Regions from separate parts of the Mus musculus genome. Here region 2 is linked to region 1. A link is a contact called in public ChIA-PET data. All regions are on one chromosome and are shown on one strand. The core of a region is the stretch at or near the end of the contact, and the rest is flanking DNA. Distances in the headings are between cores, read along the strand shown. Region 1 has its middle 36 kb from the start of Gm26761. Region 2 has its middle 13 kb from the start of Tmem156.

Region 1 (6,489 bases), core at 470-2,969:
GTTTGCCTCAGTCTTCTCATCTATAAAATGGGGGGGGCATACCACAGGTCTATTTGAAGAGTCTGTAGGTGGATATACATAGGTCACTGGAGTGAATGTTCTGTAAATGTTAACCATCATCATCACTGGTATCTAGGCTTTCCAAATAGTCCAACAAAGCAGTCCCAAATAAAACCCCTGGGAATTCAGATCACAGGAGCCGTTAAATAGGCACAGAGTGCCTTCTAGCCTCCATATGACAGTCTTCCAAGTTGGAAACAATTAATATGTGAAGCAGGAGAATTCTAAGTTCAAGGCCAGCCTAGGACACATAGTGAGACCCTGATTCAAAACAAATAATACCAAAGGAAAAACTTGGTCATCTAATCCTGCCACTTCCCTGGATGTTTCTATCTTCAATTATCATCCTGACCTAGCTGACTTCTACCAATGATTAGTCAGTTATAGGCCAACTCCATGTAGGTATTTGAGGTTTCATTCTCTAGCTTAAACAATGGCTGCTCTTCTGACCAGTAGCACTAATATGGAAAATATACCTGTCATTAATTGTAAAAATGCTTGCTGACATTTACTGCAGTCTTCCCAAGTCCAGTTTGTATCAGGTTTACTTTTTTATTAATAACTGTCAAAGGACATCACTTTTTCGTAGGCATGTTATTATTGTCAACAAATATGTCAGCAGTCATACTCTCTTGGGCCCAAATCAATCAACATCAGACGGCTTAAGGACGTATTCTCCATCTAACTTCGAGTGCTGCATTGTTAACGCAATGCTGAAAGACAACCTCTTTCTGAGGTGCAAAAAAGATGCTTAGACTAGAACTCAACTGGTTAAAAATTACATCATATTGCAATCACATTGGAAGTAATGAGTAGAAAGAAGAGACTTAGATAGGAAAGCCTTTGTTAAAACGTATCCTGTCTCATGTCATCTAACCCTGAGGAAACAATATAAAATTAAATAAACACATATCCTCCACCAGCTAATGAAGTTTTATCCTCTCAGGCTTCAGATAAACAGATCGCTGTTCATAAATTTTGCACCTTAGAATCTTCCAGCTCCAGGGCTGGAGACCCAGCTTAGCTGGTCGAGAGCTTGTCCATTTTGCATGGAATTCTTGGTTGATAGATAGCACCATAAGTTGGATGTGGTGGTCATGTAATCCCAATCACTCCAAAGGTGAAGACAAGAGAAGAGAAGTTCGGGGTCCTCCTCTGCTACATCTAAGGCCAGCTTGTAATAGATGATAGATAGATGTAATAGTCTCGAAAGAAAACAAAACAAAACAAAACAAAACAAAACTCTATTTTACTACCACCGCTTTTTCTATTGTTGGAAATACTTTTAAACCCTGCAAGAGTTAATTGTGTGACATGCTTCTCAGCAGGGAGCCACCCAAGTAAAAATCCAAGGTGATGGCTTCACAAGGAGACACAGGAACCATGCCCAATTGATTTCCTGGCTGGGAGCAAAGCTCTGCTACCTTTTGTCTCCAGGAACTGTCAGCATCACCAGGTTAAAAATGCATGCTCCCAACTCCGCCCCGTGCCTGAAGATCTCACATTTAGTCAGTTTCCCTTTGTTCTCAAGACCATATCTCCTTTCTGTACTTTTTTTTTCTCATTTGACTCAAATCAGGAAGGATTCAGGTCGTACCTACAACTTCCCCCCATCGATTCAGATAACAAGGAGGGTGTGGGAGTGAGAAGAAATTGAAAGTAGGGAGTGGAAAGTTGGAGCTTTCTGGTGGGGTCACCTCACCAGTCCCTTGGGGAGACGATCACAGTTTGAGTTGCTCGTTAGTAATTTTATTTCTAGGAAGCCTCTGTCTGTAAGTATTTCCTCCATAGTCCCCAGATTCCAAGGTCTTTGTTTGCTGGATAACCTTCCCACCCCTGTGCCTTTGCAGTTCTTACATATAAAACTAAATGATTCCAAGACAGTTTCTATAATTACTTTTAAAAAAGAAAAAAAATCAATAGCTCTCAGAAAACATATTGGCTTGATCTTCTAACCAGACTAGAGATGAAAGACAGGGTAGTTTCAGTTCTCTTGCTAAGATCAAGGCTTGAGGTGTCAAAAGCTCTAGCACTGTGGCTCCCTCCGACAGCTTGTAGCTCTGTGGACCACCTCTGCTTTCATGCAAATGTAACCCGGCCTCATTAGGAAGTATTAGTTCCCGTTTCAGCCTCAAGCATCAAAGCCATTTGTCATAATTGCTATAATTAGACCAGGCTGAAACACACCAATCGAACAGGCTGTTGCTTCGTGGGTGTGGTTGCAAGGGTATCCACGACCTGAAATTCCCACTGTGAGGTACTTTCCTCGAGTTAAGGTGTTGTTTTTCTTTAAATATATGAATATATATGAACATATGTCAGAAAGCATCTCATTCCACTGCTCATTTGCTGGCTCCTCTTGATGTATTTTAATTACTGGAGAAAGAAAGATATTTGAAGCTTCTGTGTCCAAGTCAGGTATGGCTAACTATGGTAGCTGATGGTAAGTTGATTCCTGGGATGCATTTGGTAGAAGAAGAGAACTAACTCCCACAAATTGTCCTTTGCCAAATCCAGGTTCCATATCTTCATTCAAGGCCTTGGCTATCTGCTGATTCCCTCCGCAGCCCTTCTTCCTATCATGGGTGTATGTTCTCTGAGATTATATACTGGATTCATTCTTCAAAACTATCAACTCTCCAGTTCCTTTACAAGTCTATAGAAGTCCCATTTCTTCCCCCTCTGCCCATCTTTTACTATTTTTCTAATCATCCAATAAGGAAAGATGGATTCACCCAGTGGTTCTCAATGGGATGATACCCATCTATGGACATACAACAACATCTAGAAACAAAAGACTGGTATTTTAACACACACACAAATACACACATTTGTCACTTATAAATTTATATTTAACTAACATAAAATATTTAACTTCTATTGCTCAATTTATAAACCATGGAAGGTGATTGCTAAAGGTCTAGTTAGGGAACACATGGTGGCAGGGGAGCACACAGAAGCCTGGGGCACAATGAGGCAGCTAAGAGAGAGACTGTATCTAGAGAAAAGCAGGGCTGAGTTAGATCTCTCTTGCACTGAGGAAGCCTTTCCTTTAGAGCTGCAACACTTGCCTCGGGGAAACCTTTTGTCTCAGACCTATATAACTCGGACAGTGACTTGAATCTGATCAAAGTTATATCAGAGCTCCTTCCAAGACACACATGAGACTGGGTGACATCAGAATCCCACTCCCAAACAACCCACTCTGTCAGCCCAACAGGAGATGTGCCATTGGGTGGGCTGTGCTAGATACCATGTAATTGTTAAGCCCTGGCTGTCATTGTTTGCAGAGACATATTTGACTTGAACACAGGGATCCTAAGTCCTAGACTGACTCCTAAAGCATGACACAAAGAGGCATCGTTCAAAAGGTTCAAAAGAGCAACCAGTTAAAAGGTTGGCAATTCACCAAGCTGCCAACAAGGGAGCCTGCATGGGACAGACCTGGGCCCTCTGCAAGTATGTTGTATTGTGTAACTTGGTCTTTTTTTGGGACTCCTAACAATGGGAACAGAAGCTGTCTCTGACTATGTTGCCTGCCTTTGGCACCCTTTCCTCCTATTGGGTTGCCTCTTCTAGACTTAATAGGAGAGGAGGTTCCTAGTCTTACTGCGACTTGATGTGCCATGGCTGGTTGATATCCATGGGAGACCTGCCCTTTTCTGAAGAGAAAGGGAGGGGGATGGAGTGGGGAGGAAGGGAAGAGGGCAGGGAGAGAGGGATGGGAGGAGAGTAGGGAAGGAAGTTGCAGTTGGGATGAAACAAACATACATACATACATACATACATACATACACACATAGTGTCAATTCCAGCTGAAAATGAGAATTAAGAAGTTTTTAAAGCAAGGGATAACTATTAGAATGGCAGATTTAAGTTGAACCATCATAATTTTATCTAATATAAGTAGATTAAAATGAAAGACAGGTGTGGTTTGGACAACTTGATAGAACTCACCTACACTGTTGACAAGTTAACATTTGAAGTCTAAAGATGCCAACATTTCATAACTGAGGCAGAAGAGTACACACCAGTGTTAGTTTAAAAAAAAAAGCTACTTCAATGTCAAAGTAACTTCAAAGAAAAGAATATTGCTAGAGACAGAACAACAACAAGCAAACAAATTTCACTGTGGTGGAAGAGTCCATTCACCAAACAGACCTGACATCCTAAACAGATGTATCTCATCACAGAGGTTCAAAATATGAGGCAGGGGCTGGAGGAACAAAACAGAATAATTGATAGTTTTAAGAGTTTTAAGTGCTTCTTAGTCAGTAATGTCTAACCAGTAGACAGTAGTTGGAAAGGCTAGGGAGGGTTTGATGGTGTCATTGACCAATTCCTCATAATTGTTCTATGTGAAATCAAACTCCTTACAGAAGTCATGTAGGAGTCCAGGGCGCCAGAGAATGGGTGGAGGAAGATCTAGCCAGTGATGGCTGATGAGAGAAATCCTTGGCTAGAGGTACTGGTGACCAAATGATCAACAGTGAGTTGTGTGAAGTAATTCGCTTACATTCCAGTGTGTAGTGTAAGCCCTTCTCTTGAGGTACTTATCATTAATTTTCTGGCAGCCTTTACCCTTCCACTGCCCCCAAGACCCCCTGAGGCTGGGCTCATACTCAGGGTTCCTGCCTGGCCAGCTGTGGTGGTGAACTGCTCACACCGGAAGTGGGAGTGCCTGTCTGAAGTCTGAGAGGGCAAGGAAGCCTGGTCCCAAGAGGGGTTCGCTTAGAATGAGAATGGACATTGTTCTCAGATCTCAGAGGGAGCAGTTCCCACAAGGCAAAGCCCTAGCTTCCCCTGCTTCTTACAGAGATACACCTTGACAGGTAAAGTCAAAGTTTACAACTTCTACTGGGTAAATATTTGGGGTTAGTTTCCTTAGCAGGAGAATAAGCCTCCAAGGGACTCCCAAGAGGATGATTGGGACTCTTGGATGATTGAAGCTTTTCAGGCCAGAGCAGAGGTGAATCACTAGACCCAACATCAAACATCAAACTGACAACATCAAACAATTAAATGATGCCAGGGTTGGGGGGTAGGGGGTGTAGCAGGATTCACTGCTGGAGGAGACAGTCACGGACCAGTCTTTGAAAGGGTTGGCCATCAAGTTATTTACTGTTTGATGCCTATTGGAACTACCTGCCCTTCCAATCCTCTGTAAAGCCTAGATGGTTCTTGTCACCCAAAGAAGACTATGGGACGCTGAGCCCCACTCCAAGGCTGCCTCAGGGGCGTACAGGACTCACACAGCTTACTAGGACCCACCTTTCTGTAGAAGACTCACTTCTGTTTATCAATCACTAACTCAATCCTAAGAGTAAGTAAATAAATAGATCTTCAAAGTCTTTCACTTTGGGGAACTTGTGGCAGACAAATGAGAAAGAATGGCCGAGGGAGAGACAGTCACTGAAGCACTGGCAGGAGCCAGACCACTGGTCTCTTCTCAGTTGCTAGAGTACTTTGCCTTGGGTTGCCACACATGGCTGTGGTAGTGTGGGGTAGGGGACTTAAATCAAGGAAAGCTGGCTTTTTTCCTTACAGTTCTGAAGGTTCCAAGTCCAAGATGAAGGAATCAGCAGACCTGGTTTTCTGTCCTCAGCTTGCAGGGGCCATCCTCTCCCCATGTCCCCCTCTGCTTGCAGGTGGCAGCCTCTCTTTCCCATAAGGTCCTTCTCTGTGAGTGTCTGCATCCAAACTTTCTTCCGAGCACAGCAGTCAAACGGAATTAGGGCCATCTCAGTGACCTCATCTTAACTCACTGACCTCTATGAAGACTCTGCCTGTAATCTCAGGCAGGGACACTAGGGCAGAAAGGTCCCCTGCACATGAAGCTGAGGCTCTATCGGACCACAGTGCTCTCCATGCAGAGTGGCTTTTGCCTGCTGAAGTTCCTGGAATAACAGTTTTATTTGGTAGGTCATGACCCTGCATCTGTTTCTCCTTCCCTGACTCCTTTCCAAAAATTTCCACTCATATAACCTCCTTTTTTTTTCTTTCAAGAAACAATAAAAACATATCCTTCTAAGTTTCCTGCAACTACACAGCACCATCTTTCCAGAAATTGGTTTTCTGAGAAATGTATGCCTCTAACCCATGCCACAGCCTGTCTTGATATTACTTCATTTAACCCTCTAGAAAAGACCAAGATGCAGACCATGGTGTGGCATATCTTTAATTCCAGCACTCAGGAAGAAAGACCTGGTAGAGATCTCTGAGTTTGAGGCCACCCTGGTCCATGGAGCAAGCTACAAGACAGCCAGTGCTACTCAGAGAAACACTGTCTTTAAAAAAAAAGTAGGTAGGAAGGAAGGAAAGAAGGAAGGAAGGGAGGGAGGGAGGGAGGGAGGGAGGGAGGGAGGGAGGGAGGGAGGGAGGGAGGGAAAGAAGGAGGGAGGAACAAAGGAAGGAAGGAAGGGAGGGAAA
Region 2 (6,763 bases), core at 877-3,376, 440 kb after region 1:
AGCAGATTCCAGTAGCTGTCCTCTCTGTCCTACTTTTGACAACAAAAATGTCTACAGACATTGCCATAGCCCCTGGGGGAACAAAACGGTTCCCAGATGAAAACCACTGCAGTAAACACTTCATGCCCATTAAGTCATCCAGTGCCTGCAACAACCCCAGAAGGCTTTCCTCACCTCAGGCCAGTTCTGTTCTGGGTAATCTCACCATCCAGGTGAATTTGAAGAAACCATTCAACAGCATGGTGTCTCTTGATTGTATTACTCTCCGGTAGCCAACCTACAAGGCAACAGACAAATCCTTCAATTAACACATTTTGTAAGGAAAATTATCTCTTCTTAACAAGGTCTGTTTGAGCCCCCCCCCCACTGGGGGGGAGGGTCCCAGGATTCCCCAATCTCTTCATTCACATAGCGTGTCATCCAACAAATATTTACTGAACACTTAGGTTGCTTCGTGAACCTTGGAGAATCGGTAGCAGACAGGCAAAAATCCCTGTCTCACTTCCTAGTGCAAGTGGACACTCAAATGAAAGAGAAATCAAGTAGATAATGAAAATAACTTATTGTCAGGCAATGGTCCGTGCTCTGAATGAATGGGCTGGGCACAAACTGGCTATGTGAGGATGCTAAGAGAGCCTTGTTATGGTCCCATTGCCATGCCACGTGGGACAAGGCTTAAACCACAGGGACAGAAAATAGATAAGTGGTTGCCACAGGCTAGAGATAGACAACATAGAGACAGACACGAGGGAATTGTTAGAGCACAGAGATGTTCCATGACTACGTTGGGTTTTGTGGCAACTGTATATTAGTTAAAATTCTGGAGCTATATACTAGAAAGAGTAGCTTTGTACTATATGTAAATTATTACAACATTCTCCCTCCACAGTCTTTCCCTTCCTTAGTGCAGTCTCTTTGCTATTTTAGAAATGGAGGTTATTGAGAAAGGAGCTATAATGTTGTTCCCAACGCTGGCATATATCCCCCGGGCAGCTCAAACAGCACTGACCAGAAACTCAGAACCTCAGAGGAGGCTACCAGGAGACAACCGACATGTTTCATCACATCCCGTGGTTGCAGCAAGGTTGTGGCAAAGCACAAGGGCACACTGGATATCCCCCTTCCGTGGTGGGGTGAGGCAGCTGGCCAGCCTTAGAAGTATAAGCAGCTCTTAGAACCAGCTCCTTAGAGAACCAGGAAAGGTACTGGGCCTGTCTCAGGTCACAGGTGAGCGTCACCCCATCTATTTCTTCCTCAGAGGGGGAAATCTGGTTTGATCTGCCAGCACTGGACTGAGGATGCTCAGAACTGGGCAGCCACCCCAGGCCTGCTTATTTAAGCTTCCTCAGAGGGAAGCTTATATCCAGTCCACATACTACCAGCTACTTTGCAGCCACTGCCACCCCCACCCAAGTCACCTATGGCTGGAAGGAAGGACTTGTTTTAACTAACAAACCCTGCAGTACTAAGATAAGCAGCCTGTGCAGGAATGAACCTGTTGAAACTGCTTTCTTGCCTTCTCAGCTAGCGCCCTCAGAAGGGACAACCGGCCTGTAATGAGTTCCCTGGGTCTCTGAGGTATTCCAGCCTCTGGCCACAAAGCTTTGGGTAACTCCTTTGATATGGAAGTGCCTTATCTTAGATATGTGCATATAGAAGTGGAAATACATGATCAAGACATCCTTCACAACACTAGAGCAACATAGCAACCTTCGATTGTTTGATAACATAAAACATTAATGGCTCAGTCTGAAAAGATGAGATTCCCATAGATGCAGGCTGAGACTTCAAAGCATCCAAAACAAAAGCTTGACTGCAGCAAGTGAGGCTTTCTGTATCTTATTAACAGCATTTCTTGACTTCCTTGGGGTTGGCCCAGAGTATGAGAGGCCTTTGTTCCCTCTCTCCCCGGTATCGTGTAGATTGGTATCTGACTGCACTGTGCCATCTTCCTGATGTCTTTGTAGCTCAGGTCAGCTGCTTATTAAACAGCCAGAATCTTTCCCCAAGTGCTCTGTGCCAAGAATAGACACTGAACACAGAAGCAAGTGTGAAGGCAGAGGGTGCGTGTGTGCTTAAAAGTTGAACAAGACTGGGGGGGGGGGTGAAAGAGGAAGCGTGAAAACCAACGAGCAGTGTGGGGTTTGTGTGGCTCTGATTCATTGTTCACTCTCTTTTCCATAACGAGCAGTGTGGTGTCTCCCGGGCTGTGGATCACCCCATATGATCGACAGGTGCTGATGGATACATCCGAGGCAGGCCGACCATTGGCACTCACAGCAGCAAATCTGTAAACATTCATACAAAGTGTGGCTATGAGCTTGCTCTCAGAGAACATGAGAGCAGAAACCAAAGTGGGTTGTTCTTTTCCGTTATTAAACAGCCATCAGGAAATGATATATCAAACACAGAGCTGGAACAGTCTTTAAATTACGAAACGACTAATCAGTAGGCACGCAACAGTTATTTATTTTTTTTAGCAGTGTATAACAAGCATATTGAGATGTTAGGCTGCTTATCATAATACAGGAAAACAAACACAAGCACTTCCTGTTCATCTCCTCATTCTTGTAAGATGATGGAATAATTAAAGTCTTCTAAAATTTCATGAAACTTGTGGTATAATACTGTAAAATAGAAGAAAGTTTCTGTTTGTATGTGTTGCAATGCTCAGGGTGGGGCTATTCTATTCAACAGAGTGGCTATTTTATTTCTCAATGGTTTATAGGACAAGGGTATTTTTCATTCATTCATTTATAAAATATTTATGAATTCCTGTAGCAGACATTCTCCACCAGTCAGAGAGCCAGGCAAGTAAACCCATATTCATAGCCAGAACATACCACAACAGAGAGAAAGGTGCCCTGGGCACTATGGGTGGGAGATGTAGGAAGAACACAGCAAGCTTTGAGAGGCCCAGATTCAGCAAATATCAGAAAAGTGTGTGTGTGTGTGTGTGTGTGTGTGTGTGTGTGTGTGTGCAGATTCAAAGGCCTGACTGTGGGAAAAAATAATGGGGTATAGACAAAGCAAACGGTTCAGAATGGGCACAGTGCTAGAGTGGCAAGCAGCAGCTTGTTAGACCACGAGGGGTCTTAAGCCATGCTGTGGTGAAACATAAAAACAGCAGTCAACAGGGTCGGGTAGCCCCACCTCCAAGTCAGAAAGTGTGGTCTCGAAGAAGGGATCTACTTACAGATGGCCAATGGAAATAGGTGTGTAAAAGAATGCATACTGCTTCCCATGTCTGTGTGGAGCAGCTGTGAGGTAAATGTTCTGTAAGGGTCTGAAGGAGAGGAAAGTACCTTCCTTCCACATGTAAAGAATGAGTCTTCCCAGGAGACAGAGCTCATGCTCACGGGCCTGAGGTCAAATCATGATGCTCTATGAGTTGACAGGAAACTATGCCCTATCTGCTGGCCACATGGTCTAGAGAACAAAGGGGCCTTAGCTTTCCCTGTGCCGGGGGCAGGCTCCATGACTCTCACACGAAAGGCAGGACCATGCTCTTACCACATTGCCTCAGTTACTTTTCTGTTGCTGTGATGAGACACCATGAACAAAGCAACTTAAAGAAGGGAGAGTTTATTTCGTCTTACACTACAGAGAGAGAGTCCATAATGACAGGGCAAGCATGGTGGCAGGCACCTTCAAAAGCTGGCAGAGAGCAAAAGTGATGTGGGGGTGAGGCTTTAAGTTCTCAAAGGCTGTCCCAAGCGACATACTTCCTCCAGCAAGGCTGACCTGGAACTCCATAGGCAGACTGTGCTGGCCTCAATCTCAGAGAGTCACCCATCTCTGTCTTCCAAGCTCTGGGGTCACAGGTGTGTGCCATCACACTCAGCTCTTTTAATTAATTAACTAATTACTTATTTGTGTGGCTATGTGTGCCATAGTGCACCTATGGATGCAGTCGGAGAGCAGTCTGAAGTAGTCAGTCCCCTTTACCATGGCCTCTGAAGAACCTACGTGGACCATGAGGCCTTCATGCAAAGGAAGGCCTTCTACTTCCTTGAGCCAGCTTGCTGGGCCAGTTCTTCCTCCCAAGTTTGAGACCTTGGTAGAATGTGTGTCTTAGCATTTCTGTATCTTCATGGAACTGCTTTGACTAGGAAAAAAAACCTGTCCATCTCTGAGATTGCTTTTGAGGTTTTCATTTGGAGTCATTTTTTTTTTGAGCATCAACAATTAACCTCAATTTTATAATTATTATCGACTAAAATGTTTTGAGCACTTACAAAGGACACTGCATTAACATTGTCTCAGTTATCAGCAATAAGATTCTAAGTTCAACTATTCCACTTCTAGTCGTTCTTATATGGTTTTATTTCAGGGACAAATATCTGGGCTTTTATTGATCTATCGCTGCTTTCTGATTCTGTGGAATGACATTGTTTTCACTGTTCTTTCCATCTCATAACCACTGCACTTCAGTTTTGCAGTTTTAACTCCATATTGTTCTTCAGGGTTACTATGAGAAAAACTAGAAAAGTATGACAACCAAGTCAGATACTACAATATTTGTTTTTTTTGAGACAGGGTTTCTCTGTATAGCCCTGGCTGTGCTGGAACTCACTCTGTAGACCAGGCTAGCCTGGAACTCAGAAATCCACCTGCCTCTGCCTCCCCAATGCTGGGATTAAAGGCATGCGCCACCACGCCTGGCCCAGATACTACAATCTTATTACCTAGGCAGGTCATAAGTCTCCGATAGTTATAAAAAGGGATATAAGCTATTTCTCCAGTGTGGACTCATTCTTCTACTAAAAACATAGTTGTTACGCACCTTCTCTGTGATGAACATGGTAAACAACAGACAGAGAGATGTAGCAGCGTTCTAAATAAGCAACGTTCTAGCTCACAGGACTTACATTCAAATGAGCTTAGGGAACCAGAGATGGAAGGCACTGAGTGCTTAGTGCTGAAAAGTGAGGTACTGAACAAGGACTGAAGACATCCATAGGTGACAAGGAAGAAGGAGCCAGCCAGCTGTGTGAAGGGCTAACAGCATGCCACATAAGGGACCCTTGGTGTGTGGACACACAGAGAATGTGTTGGGGACAGCTAAAAGAGCAAGTGAGAGTAGCCCAGCCAGGCTAGTGTTAGTGATCATGACTGCAAAGGATGTGTGGATGGCTTTTGCTGGAGTGATGGAACTAATAATTAGAAAATCAGAATCAAGCCGGGCGTGGTGGCGCACGCCTTTAATCCCAGCACTTGGGAGGCAGAGGCAGGCAGATTTCTGAGTTCGAGCCCAGCCTGGTCTACAAAGTGAGTTCCAGGACAGCCAGGGCTATGTAGAGAAACCCTGTCTCGGAAAACCAAAAAAAAAAAAAAAAAAAAAAAGAAAAAATGAAAATCAGAATCAGCTAGAAAGTCTAGTGAGAAAGACTCCAGCATAGAACAAGTAGCACGGGAGAAGAAGTGGGATGTGAGGGTGCCTGTCCTAAATTGGGGTCCGCTTTCTTTGTTGTATCCGATTCACTGTTAAAGTACACAAACACTGAGGCTGAAAACAAGAATCAACCCTCAGAGTAGTTCCAAATTCCACAAACGCAGGCTGTGGGTTTATATACATTGCGTTCTATAATTAAAGACAATGGGGTTTCGTGTGTAGGTGTCACTGCATGTGGAGTGCCTGTTCCACTGCCCCTGATAAAAGCTATCTTGTGCTTTGCGATCCTAGACAGCGCCATAGGTTTGTATGTATCTTGATGTATCTATCTCCCGATTGTAACAGCCTTAAGTGATTCTATCTCTTTCTCTTGGAATTGTCCGTGCTTCAGAGTGTTGCATTGTTGCTTTTTCCGAAACATTTCCTCAGTTCACAAACATCCTTAAACAGATCTCCCAACTAAGCCAAGCTTAACCACAATTAGGTTATATTATTCCACTATTAGTCTTTAGGACAACTACTTCCCACTGGGTTTTTATTATGAAGACATATTGAAGACCTCCTTGGTGGGCAAATGATATTTTGGGGCAATAGCCACAGTTCACCACCACGGAAGAGGGACAGCCATGTAAAAATCGCAAGCACCAAGTGTACACACAAACACACACACACACACACACACACTGAATACATGAATTACTTTAAGAACCAAGTTCAGCTAGGCCCCTCACCCACATATGACTGACTCACGGAAGAAAGCACTGGAGACCCTCCTTCCTTCCTTCTACCTAGGGGTCATAGATGTTTCTTACTATCGATGAGGTAACAAAGTGTCACAGTTTGGTGCTTGACCCACAGGTATTGGATAGATGACTGGTTTTCTCAGCAGTGAGTATAGAGCAGTTACATGTTGTATACAGGAGTAAATTATATCCCAGCATGGTAAAACAACCACAGGGTCTGCACACCATAACTTCTACGGCACAAACCCACTACTCAGCACACTTATCAGACTTCTGCAAGAAGAAAGGTTTCAGGCGCTGGCCAAGGTTGACTTTTGCTGATTTCCCCCGTAAGCTGAGACATAGAAGCCATCTCCCTCTGGTCGCCTTCCGGTCCTGCAGAGGGAACTCTCCCTCACTTCCCATCCCCAAGAATTCCCCTGCTCCCAGTTTCTAGGGGTTGGCCCATTCTGAGCTCCATAGAGTACGCTCTGCCTGCCCCCCGCCCCCTCGCCGGAGCCCCGCCCAGTATGAGGATGTCCCCGGTGCCCCGGCTCTCCCAGCCGGGACCTGTCCCCTTCTGGAGAACGGAATTCTCGGTCTTTGGACCCAGCTGCGAGGGGGCGGAGCTTAGCACCCTGGGCGG

What was found. ChIA-PET counts read pairs in DNA pulled down with a chosen protein or histone mark.
Region 2: an RNA polymerase II ChIA-PET map of memory CD8 T cells shows a contact between it and region 1, with 10 read pairs. The contact joins two enhancer-like sites. A contact is called at or near these places in 1 of 115 datasets of contacts at active chromatin or transcription factors (memory CD8 T cells) and 1 of 9 other capture datasets (adipose tissue).

The regions. Positions count from the first base shown.
Region 1 is chr5:64,660,517-64,667,005 of GRCm38.p6, forward strand. No RefSeq gene overlaps it. Among named protein-coding and RNA genes, the nearest start is that of Gm26761, 36 kb to the right of the region's middle. Within about 2 kb of position 1,720, at least 49 of the 459 cell types and tissues checked have an H3K27ac peak or open chromatin away from gene starts, as enhancers often do. A contact at or near this core is called in memory CD8 T cells, where this site is marked.
Region 2 is chr5:65,100,750-65,107,512 of GRCm38.p6, forward strand. No RefSeq gene overlaps it. Among named protein-coding and RNA genes, the nearest start is that of Tmem156, 13 kb to the left of the region's middle. Within about 2 kb of position 2,127, at least 106 of the 459 cell types and tissues checked have an H3K27ac peak or open chromatin away from gene starts, as enhancers often do. A contact at or near this core is called in memory CD8 T cells, where this site is marked.